Linked DNA regions of Rattus norvegicus: region 2 is linked to region 1. A link is a contact called in public Hi-C data. All regions are on one chromosome and are shown on one strand. The core of a region is the stretch at or near the end of the contact, and the rest is flanking DNA. Distances in the headings are between cores, read along the strand shown. Region 1 has its middle 43 kb from the start of Taf5l2. Region 2 holds the start of Cnksr2 (connector enhancer of kinase suppressor of Ras 2).

Region 1 (7,547 bases), core at 1,492-3,991:
GGCAGATCTATGATCTAAACCTAAGCCTACGTTTCTGTTGCTGTTGTTATTTTGATCATTTTTCAGTCATGTTTTGTTTTCTCTTGCCTGGACAATGAAAGGTTCCTTACACTGCCCCTGTAGGCTGAGAAGCTATGCCAACAACCACAGAATTTCACCTTTATGAGATTATTTTCCAAGACTGGATAGTGTCTCTGGGGGAAAAAAAATCCCCCTCCAGATTTTTGAAATTCTGAAGTTCCTCAATTAGGAAACATGTCACCAAACGAGCTAAATGTTGTATTGGTCTTCGAGGTTTAAAAAAAAAATGAACCCTTTCTAATCAACTGCGTGGATTGGATCTTTTAGCAGTGATGACGAGCATTAACAGTACTAACAGTACTGAAGAGTTTCTGTATCCCACATCAAATCACCTCAGTCTTTCTCAACATAACCCTAAGAGATGCATCTTAGGAACCAAAAGTTCTGCTGGGGACAGAGTAGCACAGGCCTATAATCACAGCATTCCAGAGGTAGAGGCAGGAAGACCACCCTGAGCTACTCAGCAAAACCCTCTCCCCCCACACCCCACCCAAAAGAAAAGAAGCAAAATGAAAGAGGAAAAGAAAATTGAAAGCGTTTCCATACCACACAGTACCTATCTAGGATTCCCCAGAGAGAATTACTCAGACAATAATTGCTATAAAAACACTAAGGAAATTATTGTTAAATAGTGACCCTGTTTTCAGAAATGTGAAATGCGAAGTACTTTGGGGATTTTTGAAATATCATAATATCCTGAACAATGTTTTCTTGGTTGTCGAATGTTGCTGTGTTCTTGGAAAGAAGTCAAATAAACAATGTCATCTACATTTATTCTTGAAAGAAGGGTAACTTGTTAGATTGGAAGGCACTGTGTCATCATTTGCAGCTTGTGAAACTGAAGACCAGGAAGGGAAGGAATTCAAGAATACTCAGCCCGCTAAATCCGCCGGGATTCGAGCCAGATGTCCTGGGACTTCAGGTCCTTTTCCACTCGCCCCATCAAGTTGTATCTTTCCATCTTTCCATTCAAACCTTAGACCATTGCAAATGGTCACAGCCCCTAGCACTAATGCAGATTTGGACCCGTTCTAATGCCCCACCATTCTAACAGTTGTCAGAAACATTTGTCTCAGAAACATTTAAGATGGTGTTATAATAGGTTTTTCCTTTTAAAAAAAAATGTCTTTTCTGCGAAAGAAGCAATAAGCCTAAGCTTCAGGCTTTTGTGCCTCATCATTCATTATATAATACGTGTCTGGGACTGCAAATCGCTGGCAGAAGGACAAAGCTCGGGGGAAGAAAGGGTGGGTGCGAATCTTTTGTGATTTCTTGAGTAACGGGAGGCGATTTGTCATTTTAGGAAAACTGGAGCCTGTGTTCTCCCTCAGATCCAGCCATGCACGATCCAGCCTGTTTGACTCTATTGAAAACTTGTGGTTTCTGAGCCCTTCCCTGAATCGGGGGTAGAACACACGGGTAGCAGACAGACCTGTTTTTCTCTCTTCCCTTTTCCCCAAGTAAGAGAAGAAGCTAATAATAAATCAAAGTTCTAGAACTTGAATTTGAACTGAAAATACCTCAGAATAAAACCTGTTTCTTCCATCCCGCAAATCAGCCAGAGCAGAGACTACATGCATTTTCTGTGAACGCTCGCCCCCTGCTGGCCAATTTTGATGGTGACTGGCTCTTGGGAGAAGTAAACAAAATTACCATACCAGAAAGAATATTTCGCGACCGGGAGAAGATTTACAGAGAACTCATTAATGTAACTTTTTAGCCTTAAAGTTAGCGGTTATGGAGAACCCACATGGACTTGTTTTTAATTCTCATGGAGACTCTCACAAGAGAAATTCTTGGGAAGCTCTCCACATACCTTGCTGCTGAACATATTTATAGAAATGTGAAAATAAAACGACTCTCAAAGGATAACAGTGTAAAAAACTTTGGCTACTTATGTTAAACTCCTACCAAAACAGCCTACAGTCCCCTCAACTTGGGACGACGAATAAAAAGAATTCCAGAGCAAATAAAGTTACTTGGAGGGACAGGGTCTCGTGGCATAGTCCAGGTTGACCTGAAATTCACTATATAACCCAAGCTGGCTGCACACTACCACCAATCCTCCTGCCTCAACCTCTTGAGTGCTAGGATTACAGGCTTGGGGTACTGTATGTGGCTTGAGAGGTGCTTTAAAAGTATTTTGATTCGAAATCAATGAGATGCGTTGTTTAAATACGGTACACCTGAAACTCTTAGCTGCCTATGTTTTGCCTCCTTGTAAAAAGTCCTGGCACGTGCTGCCCATCTTTACTTAAGTACTTCGTTTGAAAGGTCAGCCAGTTCTATTAGAAATTCTGCTCAGCTTGATTTCAGCCTCTGTCTCCTGCTCTCATTTGATAAGGAATGCATGTAAATGATCTATGGTTAGCTTCTGGTGGCGACTGTTTTTCCTCCCTAAAGCCCTTCCCGGCTTTTCTTTCTCCCTCTCTGCCACCCACATGCTGCTCTTATTCAGACTACTTCAACTGCCTCCATCACTCATCCACATCGTTCCTGGACTCACTGTGCACCCATGTTTATACCCTTAGTGTGTCTCAATTTAACCCCTTGCTTGCAGCAGAAAGACCAACTCAAGTCTGCTGGCTGAGTCTAGCACGGGGACTGTACACAGGTGTCGCAGTTCCCACCCAGAAACTAATCAGGCTCCCATCAGCAAACAGATCACATTACATAAGGCAGCTGGAAGGCGGCTCAGAGGCTGGGAAGCCAGATCACAAGGCTGCTGCTTCACCCACGTGCTGGAGAATCTTCCTTCAGCCCTTCGGGAGAAGCAAACCCAGACGTCTGTAGTTAACAGCATACATTTTGTGCCTGCCAGCGAGCACACAGGTATAGAATACAATCTGCTATGTCTTACGTCCGTGTACCCCCAAATCAAAATCCTCAGTAGAGACCATGTAGCCTCCAGGGAATGCAGAAACATGCTTTACTTCTTTGAAATTCCTTCAACTCTTTATTAAGCCTCATACTTATCCAGGATTGGCTTTTGTTTTACTGCCTGGGCAGCACACGTTTAGTGACAAATGGCACCAAAGCAGGACAATCCTGTCACACACACACACACACACACACACACACACACACACACACACAAAAGAGTAACCCAAATTCTCCCTTCCTGCTCCTTAGATAAGCCTTCTCACTTGACTTCTCAGTGGAAAGAAAAGAAGGCATGGGGTGAACTGAATTCAGCTGCTGTTACCTGATTCTGACCACACTAGAAGGAGTCTAATTCTCAGGCACAAATTCGGTTTAAGCAGTGAGTGGGCAAGTGGAACCTCCTCCACCTAGAAAGAAATCGTGATAAGGGAGAAATTTTTTTAAAGGTGGGGGAAGAGCCTAGAAACGAAATCCGTTTTCATCGCACGTGATTTGTGCAGATCTTAAGTAGGTCGTTGCACTTCTGCACTTGGACTGTGTTTTGCCTTCAGTGGATGCACATTCAGCTTGAGGCGATGATCAGAGACGTGGTTAAGCAGTGCTTCCAAGGGAAAACATTTTGTTGTTTTCCTACCAAGACAGCAAATGCTTGTTTAGTATGCAAGAAAACTCCTCCCATTTCTGAAATCGAATTTACATTATAAGGTCTTTTGTTAGATGGTTAAGATTGCACTGCAGGGTAGAAAGGACGCTGGGGGAATTTTAAGAGAGAAAGAGGGAGGAAAAAGAAAGCACGAGGTACAGAAGGGTGGGAGGTAGAAAGGAAGGGGGAGTGTAGGGCGAAAGGGTCCAGGAATGCTTAAGCACAGTAAAGAAAGAAAAGGGAGTGTGGATCCATTGTTCACAATAGAGGGGCTAGCAATTCAAACTAGCAATTTCAGGAGCCAGGAGGGCATCTAGATTAGGGACATTCCAGCTGTGTGCAGCCCCGACCCCACTGGGGATATCTGCTGACAAGAATGTAATGGAAAGTGTAGCTGCTCTGAGAATCACCAGAGAGAGAGAGGCTGTGGACTCTGGTGGGGAAAAGGATTTTTCTCAAAAGAGAAAGAAGTGGACCCAGTCATTCTAAATGAAAGATGCCAAGTGTATATACGAAGATGGACTATAAAAACTCCCCCAAAGGGACATTAAACACTGTAATTACGTCATTGTCTATAAACCTGCAGCCGACTCCCATCTCAAACAACATAAGAAAACAAGTCTTCATGAATTATTCAGAGGCTCCTTCTGTGACAGTCACACATTGTACAACTAAGGTCCCACAGCTCTTCTTCAAGGAGCCTTTGGAACTATTTCTTACATAAGTGTGGGATGGTAGCAGCTGGCTTTAGGTTCAGTGACAATCCTGTCAGCCTATTGGACTAATAATTTCGAAAATCTTTAGCAACAACTTTGTAACAGTTAATGCTGAATTGTGTTCAATGTGCAATATTCTGAACCTCTTGGTCAGTTGCCTTTGCTGTCGCTGCCACTGTAAATGTTAATGATAGTAATATTTTGTTGGTGCCATGAGGTTGTATAATAAAGAAGACAAAAGGAAATACTGTGTGCTCCCTACGGGGCTGAGAGTTGATTTTTATTAAAGCTTTGCTGCCATCTAGTGATGCATTTGAGGAACTGCCGGATTTAGACAAAAGTCATTTTAAAATACCAGTGCAACTGTTGGGAGGGCTAGCAACCAAAATACTAAAGCTACAATGTTAAACATTCCAGAAATAATGAATATAATCATAACTGTAATAAGTTTTTGATATATTGTACAACTCAGTTACTCAAAATTTATAAAATGAAAAAGTGTGTCATAAACCAAACCATTAACAATGATTAAAGTCAACGTTTATGTAATACCTGCCCCATTTATATAAACCTATCCTGTGCCTGACATGACTTGATACAATGGTGAACGCCTCTATAGTTGGGAGCATCTATCATAAGCCACACCTACAAGTAACTGTCCATATATTTTCTATATAGAGTATACAAGTGTATTCAATGTAGGTCCCCATATTTGTTCTCAGGGGAATTTTCATAATTTGTTAGGGCTGAAGGAACCTTGCAGTTCAAACATTAACATTGCCATTTATCAAATGAACTAACATGAAGTTAGTTTGAGTTGAACTGATTGATATTATTGAGTACTAAACTTTTTTTTATACAATCAGACCAGGTTGGGTTTTTTTTTTAACTTCTAGTTTAATAAGAGAAATGACAGTATACTGTATAAAGTAAGTCATTTCTTTTCTGCTCTTCTCAAAACCCACTCATTTTCTTTTGCCATTGAAGTCTGAATTTCTATGAAGGAACCACGTCCCTTTCACCTTCAGTGATTGGTGTGAAGCTGACCCCACCCCAGGTTAGCCATTCTGAGCAAATTTTTTCTGCAAATAGTGACAATGATTTAGTTATGGGTTGGCTCATGGCAAAGCCTGGCCAAGAAAATTAAACATGTCACTTCTATTGAATAGCACGCTATGGAGTGACTTTCTGGTGAGTCATGAACAAATGTGGTGTGTTTGTCTGTTGACTGTCCCTTTAAGAAATCATATCTGTCTTCCTCTGGCCAGAAGTGTAGCCATTTGTCCCCAAATGTTGTGGAAAAGAACTAAACTCAACCCTGCCTGATTGTGAACAGCAAGAGCTTCGGTTATGTCTTTTAAAAAATCTTCCTCTTCAATGTTTTGTTCTTCCCCCTCTTGTTACCTTTGCATTTTAAAGGATGCGTTTAATGCTTAGTACATTAACTCTTGAATTTGTACCCAAGTTCTTAATATTGCCTAAAACTGGGCATTATGAGGATGGGTGTTTAAATTTTATGCCATAACAGTAAAGCAATTTGAGAGCAACTATAATTGGTGTCTTGATCCTTTATTCAAATTGTCATATATTTTCTTATATATATTTATCCTTCAAATAAAATGCCAAGATGAATGGAGCCTGGAACTATACCTCACAGTCCTCTTTGTTTACCCAAATGTCTTGGTTACAAAATAATTGATAGAATACAACACAAGTGAAAATGTTTGGATGGAATACAATCAGTCAAGGTGACAAATTAGTTAAAATTAAACTGAATATTCCAAGTTTTTGCAGATATTGATAACTTTTTCTACAAATGAAGAAATCCTTATAAAATGAAAATAAAATGTTAAATGAAATGAGTATGGCGTCTTCCTTTACAGAGGGTGTAATATGGGATGGACTTGTAATCTTTTAAGCACTTTTGTTGCTATCATTTTATTTACGTATGGGTGTTTTGCCTGCATGTATAAATGTATGTATTGTACCACTTACATATGTTGCATGAGCATTCTAGAAGAGGGCATTGGATCACCTAGAAATGGAGTTACAGATAGTTGTAAGCCACCATGGGTGGTGGGAATCAGACCCAGGTCCTCTGAAAGAGCAGCCAGTGCTTTTAACTACGGAGCCATCTCTCCAGCTCCACATAATCCTTTGAAAGAATAGTTAGCCGTTTACTCTCCTGAAATTGGAGTCTTCACATAAACACTCCTCTTTTGTTCCTTATTTAAAGTTCATTCTCATCTACTTATTCACCTCATCCTGTTTTGCAAATGCCTTGATGAATTATCACATTTGTCTGAAGCTCTATGCCTCAAAGCAACATAGCCAAAGAATTAACATTTTCAATATCCAGTTCATATTTAGAATTCCCATGCAACCTAGGATAATTGAACACATTCTGAAGACATTTGTAAAAGTCATTTACATACCTTTTTGTTGCCTTTTGACCCCTAAAAAAATTGATTTTCCGCCATCACTTAATCTACTTGATGTGTTTTTACTATCTTTGTGTGAGTACTCGTGTTTCAAGTTTTCACAGCTGTATTTGGCATTACATGACCAGCCTTTGGAGAATGTTTGCTGTCAGATTGATGCTGTGTGGTAGCAGGAACAGGTTTAGGAATGTTTAACATGGATGACCTGAAAAAAGGATCAAGCTGTTATTTGCTTGGTGCTGGTTGGAAGACAAAAAGCTCTTGCTGGTTTTAAGAGATAGCTAGATTTAAATATTGATCTCTTATGACTGCAATGGGCTTTTAGCTATCAATAATCAATGAAGCCAGTTGCAGTTTGAGTTTATTACAAAACTAATAAATATATAAACCCTCGATTGTCTTCCATTAGAAGTCACTTTTCCAGCTGACAGCTGATATCTGTACACACACTTGGGCATTCAACTACTTAGAAATTTGAATAATTAAAAGGATAAAAGTTGTTCCAATTTTGAAAATGTGCAAAAATGCTTTAAAGTACATAAAAGACTGCAAGAATCACCCCCTGCTGTTTATTATAATTATCTAAATGTTTAATAAGTGAAAAATCAAGCGTGCATAATGATCTCAATGAATTCACCATGTAGATCAAGCTGGCTTTGACCTCACAGAGGCCCACTTCTCCCTGCCTCCCAAGTGCTGGGATTAAAGGTCTGTGCCAGTATGCCCAGCCCCAAGTGCCACAATTTTAATCAGCAAAATGGCCTGGGACTGCCTAATAACAGC
Region 2 (7,547 bases), core at 1,814-4,313, 930 kb before region 1:
GTTGAAGGGGTCACGCAACTAACACGCTCTGAAGAGCTCCCCGAATGCTACAATTATTCAAGAGCCTTACTCATTTCTTAGGGTCTGGGGATGTGGCTCACTTGATGCTTGTAGAAAGCATGATAACATGTTGGAAGCCCTGAGTTTGACCCCAAGCACCATATAAAACCAGGAGGGGTGGCTTCCACCTGTAATCCCAATTCTGGAGTAGTGGAAAAAGCAGGATCAGAAGTCCTAGGTCATGCTTGGCTATACAGAAAGTTCAAGGCTACTCTGTACTATATAAGATCCCTTTTCAAACAAACAAACGAAAAAACAAACAAATAATAAATAAAGTGCTGTTCATCCTTAGTACTGGTTTTATAACACTTATAATTATAATTATATAATTATAATTAAGCAAGGTCTAATCAACTCAAAGCTATAGGCTAAATTAATAGTTGGCTTTCCAACATTTCTGTAAACGAGGAAAGTGTGGAAACTATTTTTAAATGTCTTTTTTTTTAAGTTTACTGGTGGAACTAGAGAAAAATAACTAAGATAACATTTATAAGTAACAAGTTGGGGAAATTCTCATTTCCTCCAACTGTTTTTTAAAATCTTATTTTCTGATAGGATCTGAAATGTATATGACTATCACAGAATATTTAACAATAAGCAGTTTGGGACTAAGCAGCTAACTGGGACCTGAACTTGATAATTAAATCAGTTATTCTTTTAGTCTCATTCAGTCTTTTGTTATACAAAAGCATGTAATTCTATCTTGGTTATCTAACTGATCTTTTTAGGTAGCTATAAAATGTGTCACCAACAGGTACAAAAAAAAAAAAAACAAGTTATCCAACTTAATTATCATGTGAAGTTAAAATTACAGGAAATAGTCTTTACTAAAGTTCAAAGAAACTACATTTTGCACTAGAGCGATTTCTAAAGGACATACTTCGTATGTTGTGCTTGCTTCAGGCGACCTAAACAGAGAAGGGAAAGCACAAGACTAACTGGGTGGGAGGTAAAGAAGATGGAGTATGCAGTGCTCATTACCCGAATCATGGGAATTTCTAGAAGGCAATCCCATGAAGCCAAGACAGCTTTTCTCTGAATATTGTTGCAGCAACAGACCCAAACTAAACTTACCTGTTAGAGAAATTCAAAGAAAGCATTTTAATAAAGCATTCTGACTTCCTGTGACTACTCTGTCATCCATGACTGAGAAACTGAAAAGACAGAATTTTCCTGAGGCACATGTGTGCCTGTGTGTGTGTGTGTGTGTGTGTGTGTGTGTGTGTGTGTGTGTAATTCAGGAAGCTGGAATTTTAATAGCAAATACGGAAAGAGAACAAGCAGCAGAAAAGAAGAGCCACGGCTAGACTTTGTCTTAGTCATCTTTATAACCCCCATGGTACCCAATGCACTGCACACAAGGGGCAGTGGATAAATAATGAATTAGGTTTAATTTAATTCACTTGCACTTACACTGTGCTTCGCAGTTACAAAGCATTTTTCCTACAGATGAGATGGGAAAATCAAAGTAAGTGAGAAATAACTGGGCAAATCAGGGAGAAAAGGAAGCAAAGCAAATAAAGAGAACCCCTAGAAAATAGGCAAATGTCCGAAAGGGTGGGGGAAAGATAAGGAGAGAACTGAATTTCTCCCCACTACCTTCAATCCCTTCCATTTTCAAGTATATAGAGCTTAGAAAGTCTGACTGCTAAGCAAGCCTAGGAAAGGGGCTCCTTGCTCTTTGAAAGGGGCATTTTCACAGATAAGGCTTGAAGCACATCTTAAGTTTCCCTGCTCAGGTATGAACTCAAGCAGAACTCTCATATTCCCCAAGCATTTTTCCAAGCATGTCCAAGAATCTTTTATTCCAAGGTAGGTATCCCCTTAGAGTTCAGTCTGAGGATGGACTGGAGAGGTCCTTAACAAGCCCCTCAAGTCAGACAACAGAGGGAGATAGTGAGACAGGAAAGCCAAGAGACTAGAGAAAAAGCCCACATTTGTGACTAGGAGAAGGGCGAAGGTTTGAAACTGGTCATTAGAGATTGTCGGGGGTGGAGGGGGGGCTTCAATATGGAAGAAAGGAGAATATTTGAATGCGCATTACTTTAAACCTAACATTGGACCCTTAACAAGAAGCTGCGAGAGGTTTAAACATCGCAGACCTCAACCTAGAAAAGCAAAGGACATGCTGGGGTGCGCAGGAGGGAGCCCACATATATCAGCTTGGATGCTGTCCTAAGGGAAGCATGTTACCCCAAAGTAGCGCGCCCCCTTCCCGACCATCGTCAGCCCATCATGGAGGGGGTTCCCAGCTTCCAACCAGAGCGACTGCATCCTGACCCCATTATGCGGGCTTAAAAGTTGCCAGGAGAGTTGGCGCTGGGGAAGGCACTTGGCAGGGCAAGACCGAGAAGGGGCCTCGGGTTTCCAGGAACAAAGGGGCTGATGCAGGGACAACCAGGAGAATAGGTCCCAAGGGCTCCTCCCTTAGCAGGGAAACAAGGGTCGCCGCGTCCTCTCAACCCGAAGGCGTCGAGGGAAGCGTGAAGTGGGGAAGCTGCGCGGGGATTCCACCGCCCTGCTTCCAGCTTCAACCAGGTGGCGCCCGCCGCCCTCTTGCTCCCCGCGCCCCTCCAGGCTGAAGACAAAAGGAGACCAGGGTCCCCGAGTCCCTGCTAGAGCCAGAGGACCCCTAGCCATCCCCAGGGAGGACCTCAGCAGTCGGTTGAAAGCTCCCAGGACGGGTTATGCCCTGTCGGGTGTCCCTCCCTCGTACCGGGACCCTGCGCCCTAGTGTCGCCTCTCCTTCCCCACAGAGGGCATTACCTTTCATCCAGTCCACTACTTGACTCGGAGACCATTTGCTCACTGGTTCCATTATCAGAGCCATGGGCGGCGGGGTTGGTGCCGCGTGGGACGCGGAGCTCGGACAGAAAGCCAAGTCCGCAGCCCGCTGCGCCCTCAGGTGGGGTCAGTGGCCGGCCGCAGCCTCCTGGGGTGGGCGACAGGGAGAGGGTGGCTTTTGTGTGTCCGTCCGGAGGCTGGAGCGTCGGAGGCGGCCGCGGTGGGAGCGGCGACGGCCAGCCGGCCGGCCGGGATAACGCGCCGGGGTCGGCTCTGTCCCAGCCCAGGCTGCCACCGCAGCTGCAGCGTCCGCGGCTCAGCCCGGGGTGTGCGTCCCGAGGGGCTTCAGTTCATGGCTCGAGCCGCCGAGGGTCGCGGCGGGGAAGGGAAGAGACGCCGGCGCACGGCCGCAGCCAACTTGCCCGCTCGCTCGCCTGGCGCGCGGGAGTGGAGCCCCCGGCACGACGACGAGCCGCCCGGCGGAAATGACGAGGGGCCTCCTGCCACCCAAAATATCTCTCCGCAGCCCTCGGGTGCGGGGCGCGCGCTCCACGAGCCCCCCGCCCCGCTCGCCGCCGCGCGGTCCCGCCCCCAGGGCCGGCAGCCGGTGCGCGCGAGCCCTGTGCGCGTGCGTGGGCCAGCGCGCGTGCCCGCCGCCCGACTTCTGTCAGACACGCGGGCCAGGTGTGGGCCGGTCGCGCTCCCGCCTTCCCGCCCCGGGGGTAGCACTCGGCCGGAGCTGCGCCGGGAGGGCGTGTGCCGCGGTGATGCCTGGAGCCTGGGAGTCCGCCGCTGCTGCTGGAGGCTCGCCCAGCCCGGAGGTCGGTTAGGCAGTCAGGTGCGGCGGCTGCAGGACATAGCTCCCAGTGGCCTCCCAGGAGACTCAGAGAGACCGGTTGCCCCACCAGTTGAACGGAGAGCCCGGGGTGGTGGAGGAGGGTACTATAGCCCCCCCATCCCCTGATCCCCTCGCCACCAGGGGGAGGGGACGCCTTTGAACTGCTAGGGTGACAATGGGAGCCCTGGCTGTTCTCTCTGTCGCCCTCGCAGCTGCTGAGTTGGCTCCCGAGGTGACTCCCCCGTACCCTGCGGAGAACACCGGGTGTGGGCTTCCGCAGATGGGAGCCTGGCGCTAGCCAGAGACGCCCATAGGGGACTAGATGGTCCGTGTAGTCAGATCTCCCCTGGGTGATAAAAGGAACCCAGGAAGTCAGAGCTGTCAACTGCAAGAGGCTCCAGGTGATTCGGAAACCGCCTCCCCAACCCCACACGTGCCTCCTCCCAGGCTCTGGGCTCCAGTTGTTGGCCAACTCCTTCAACACAAGGTCCTCGATATCTGTTTTACGTGGTGTCATTTTGTGTTCAGTCGTTCTTATATAACATCCGAAGAGTAATAATGGGACATAAAGTTAGCGACAAACTACAAACATGATGTTTCACATATTGTTTGCTTCAAAAACCTATGCAGCGTTTAGTAACACAGTTTGCCTAAATGAGGCTTTACTTTCAATGACAATTCTAGAACGTCTATTAGCAAACTCTACCACCATTATAACTGGTTTTTCTCAGTATAATTCTTAAAACAGTTACATTGAGTAAACGAGAAACTCCTTTTATTTCTAAATCATTTCAGTAATGCCAATAAAGCATGTCAGTTCCTACTTTATCCGTTTTGTCTAACTCAATTTTATAAGAACATCACTTCTTCAGTTGGCAAGTTCCCACCCCCAACACACAAGGAGGCAAAACAATAGCAGATAACACATTGATGTTTTCACACTAGTGGTAAAAAAGGAATTACATTTAAGAACCTTGTGTTCAGACTTGTTTACTAATAACCCGAACTTCAAGATATAGACAAAAATTTGAAATTTAGATTATACAAGTAAGGTTATCAAAATATTCCTACTGGTAGCACACATTTTATTAGCCAAAGTGCTAATCACTTTATTTTTATTCTGCCTTAAACTAGCTCTACTGTTAGCTACATTTTACAGCCGAGACTTTAACCCTCTATTACACATGGTTACATACATGTTAAATAAACTAGTTTGTGTGATTGTAACAGCAAGTTCATTTCAGAATTTCAACGTGGGAAACAAGCCAAAAGATATGTATCAGTGTCATAAAATGGACAATTGTAGTGAATGGGTGGTCCATTGAAGATCTCCAGGATGAACATCATATAATTCTCTGTTAACCACAGAGAAGTCTGTGACTTACCATGGATTTTCCTGATCCTTAGGTAACCAGAAATGATGAGAATATAGGACATGACCAAATGTGACTGCAAGAGCAAGATGCAGGCTGAAAGACTGGCCATTTGTGACAAGCAACCACACTGTAAATCGTAACACAAGCAAGTGCAAATTAAGACATCACTTGTCTGATGAGCAGGAAATCAAGACAAAAGCCACAGGCCAGGATATAGACATATAGATGAGAGAATGAGAATATAGATAAGGAAGGATACATTGATTGAAATTATGTGACAAGACCACTTGCAAAGAAAATGAGAAAGTGACATTGTAGGAAAATAAAAGAGAATTTTGAGGAAGACCCTATATTAGATTGAAGGAGTACATAGCCCCCCTCCAATTTGTGTTAGAGTTAGGCACGTTTGTCCAATCATGTAAAATAACTATAAAACTAAATAAAAATCTAAGAATGAACCAAACTGTGAGTATAGATTCCTATTGTCTAACAATTACACCATGGCCTTTCTCTTAAATTCTCCTCCTTTAGGTTCGCCAATAAAATATAGCATTTGACTTTGACATTGACAATATAATTAGCATAAATTATTTCAATCTCTTCATAACATAACAGGCTTTTTACTTTCTGCATTCTTGGTTTGGGGAGGGGAAAGAAATGAAAGGATTAAGTCATCGATGCTCTTATTCTTTAACTACAGATGACTCAGCTGAATCTTTGTGGCATTTTTCTTTTCACAACTGTTCAAACAAGCTACCATTTATGTAGTCTGCCTCTTATTCAAAATTTAACATCTTGCCCCATTTTTTGTAAGTTTACTATAATGTGATTCTATGAAATCCTCATCTACTTAATATTGCCTTTCTTAGTATTCAAATTTTAAAGATTAGAAGTAAAGTATGTTGTCATAAATATATATAAAAATATAATGAACTAATTGGTATGATGTCACACATTCTTCCACAGGCTAGATGTAAAAGCCAAACTATGAACCTTTGGAAAGAGCCTCAGATTCTTTATAAAATCAAGCAGAGTAGAAATGTTAAGTTAATTAAGTTAATTGCATATATAATTTTTTGAGATATTTGCAATCATATCAAAATGAATCAATTAAAATAATCTTTTTAATCTATTCTTTTATTTTAAGGAGGTTAAATCAATTTGTGACACTGGTTAATGTTTTGTCCCTATGGATTTCAAAATAAAAATAAAAATCCCTTAACCAACATATCCTCTGTTAAGATTTTAAAGTGTAATATGCTCTTAATTAGCTTTAGATGAAGAATTTACAAATAGTGCTCTAACCGAATCTTATTTTTAGGAATTCCATCAGCTAGGAAGGGAGTCTTCCACTGAAAGAAGGACTTTTTAAGCCTTTGTCTCTTTGGAGTCAGTGAGAGAACATAAATGTTTACCAAATTAAGCGATCTGTTGACTTTTACTTACTACATAGTTTGAAAAGATACTTTGTATTACAAGATATATTTTAATCTTTTACCTACCTAATATAGTCCAAGTTGGCCTTGAACTCTTCAACTCTCTACATCAGACTCCCAAGTACTGAAATTACAAATATGCACTGTCATGTTCCAGCTTCTTGTTTTCATAATAAGCAATGGTTTTTGTGCAAAGTTATTCTAGTCTTTTATTTTTGAACAATACTGATCACTAAAACATGGAGAAAACAATTATATGATATCTCATATCTCAAAATAGAGAAAATAAGATCCTCCCTTTTTCATTAATCATAGACAGTGCTTATAATTTCAAAAGCAGGTGTATTATTTAACCTTGCTCATACAGTCCCTCTTGATTAAAAAAAAAACTTCAGCAATCTTGATAAGATTAATAACAATAAAAGAAAGGACTAGTGGTTCCCAAGAATAATGTAAAAATATTTTTCCAGAGAAAGCTTAGTGAAATTTTCTGGAATAATGTTGCTTCCAGTATAACTCGCCTAACAGCTGTCAATTAAGAAAACAGTCTCTCGGATAGCAAGCAAAGTTTCCAATCGCCCAAGAATCATGTATGAAGTAACTGTAATTGTAAATAGGCCTCAGTGCACTTCTCCAGGCTATATCTCCCTTTAGATTTAATGGGGATAAAGAGCACCTAGAGACGATAATTCAATTAGTAGAAACATTTCTTTGTTGTTGTGCCTTAAAGCTAAGCTGTATTAAATCAAGTCATGTCCTTTTCAACCAAGATTTACAGCAATCCTTTCTAAGTGAAGAGAAATTGGCCTGAGTTTAGGTTGTCCCAGTAGAGGTGTTTAAGGGCTCTTTCCAATGTTGTCCCCTGCTGTATTAATCACAATCTAACAAAAACCCCAAGATTAGTTTTCTTAATACATAAAGCCCTTACCCACCAGGGAAGTTTCTAATGTACTTGGCAGACATTAGTGAAGGATACAAAAATTTGCTATTCAACATTTTTTGAGCACTATCAAAAATGCTGGCTCAAGTTCTGTCCTTCAGTCAGAAAAATTA

What was found. Hi-C and Micro-C count contacts between places; a contact is called where the count stands out from the background.
Region 2: a Hi-C map of Schwann cells shows a contact between it and region 1, with 15 times the contacts expected there. The contact joins the promoter of Cnksr2 here to the enhancer-like site in region 1. A contact is called at or near these places in 2 of 12 Hi-C or Micro-C datasets (Schwann cells and frontal cortex).

The regions. Positions count from the first base shown.
Region 1 is chrX:39,792,890-39,800,436 of GRCr8, reverse strand. No RefSeq gene overlaps it. Among named protein-coding and RNA genes, the nearest start is that of Taf5l2, 43 kb to the left of the region's middle. Within about 2 kb of position 2,741, at least 11 of the 93 cell types and tissues checked have an H3K27ac peak or open chromatin away from gene starts, as enhancers often do.
Region 2 is chrX:40,718,734-40,726,280 of GRCr8, reverse strand. It overlaps Cnksr2 (connector enhancer of kinase suppressor of Ras 2), which reads right to left and starts at 3,063. Exons shown (of 22, transcript NM_001113366.1): 1 at 2,827-3,063. The coding sequence starts at 2,890.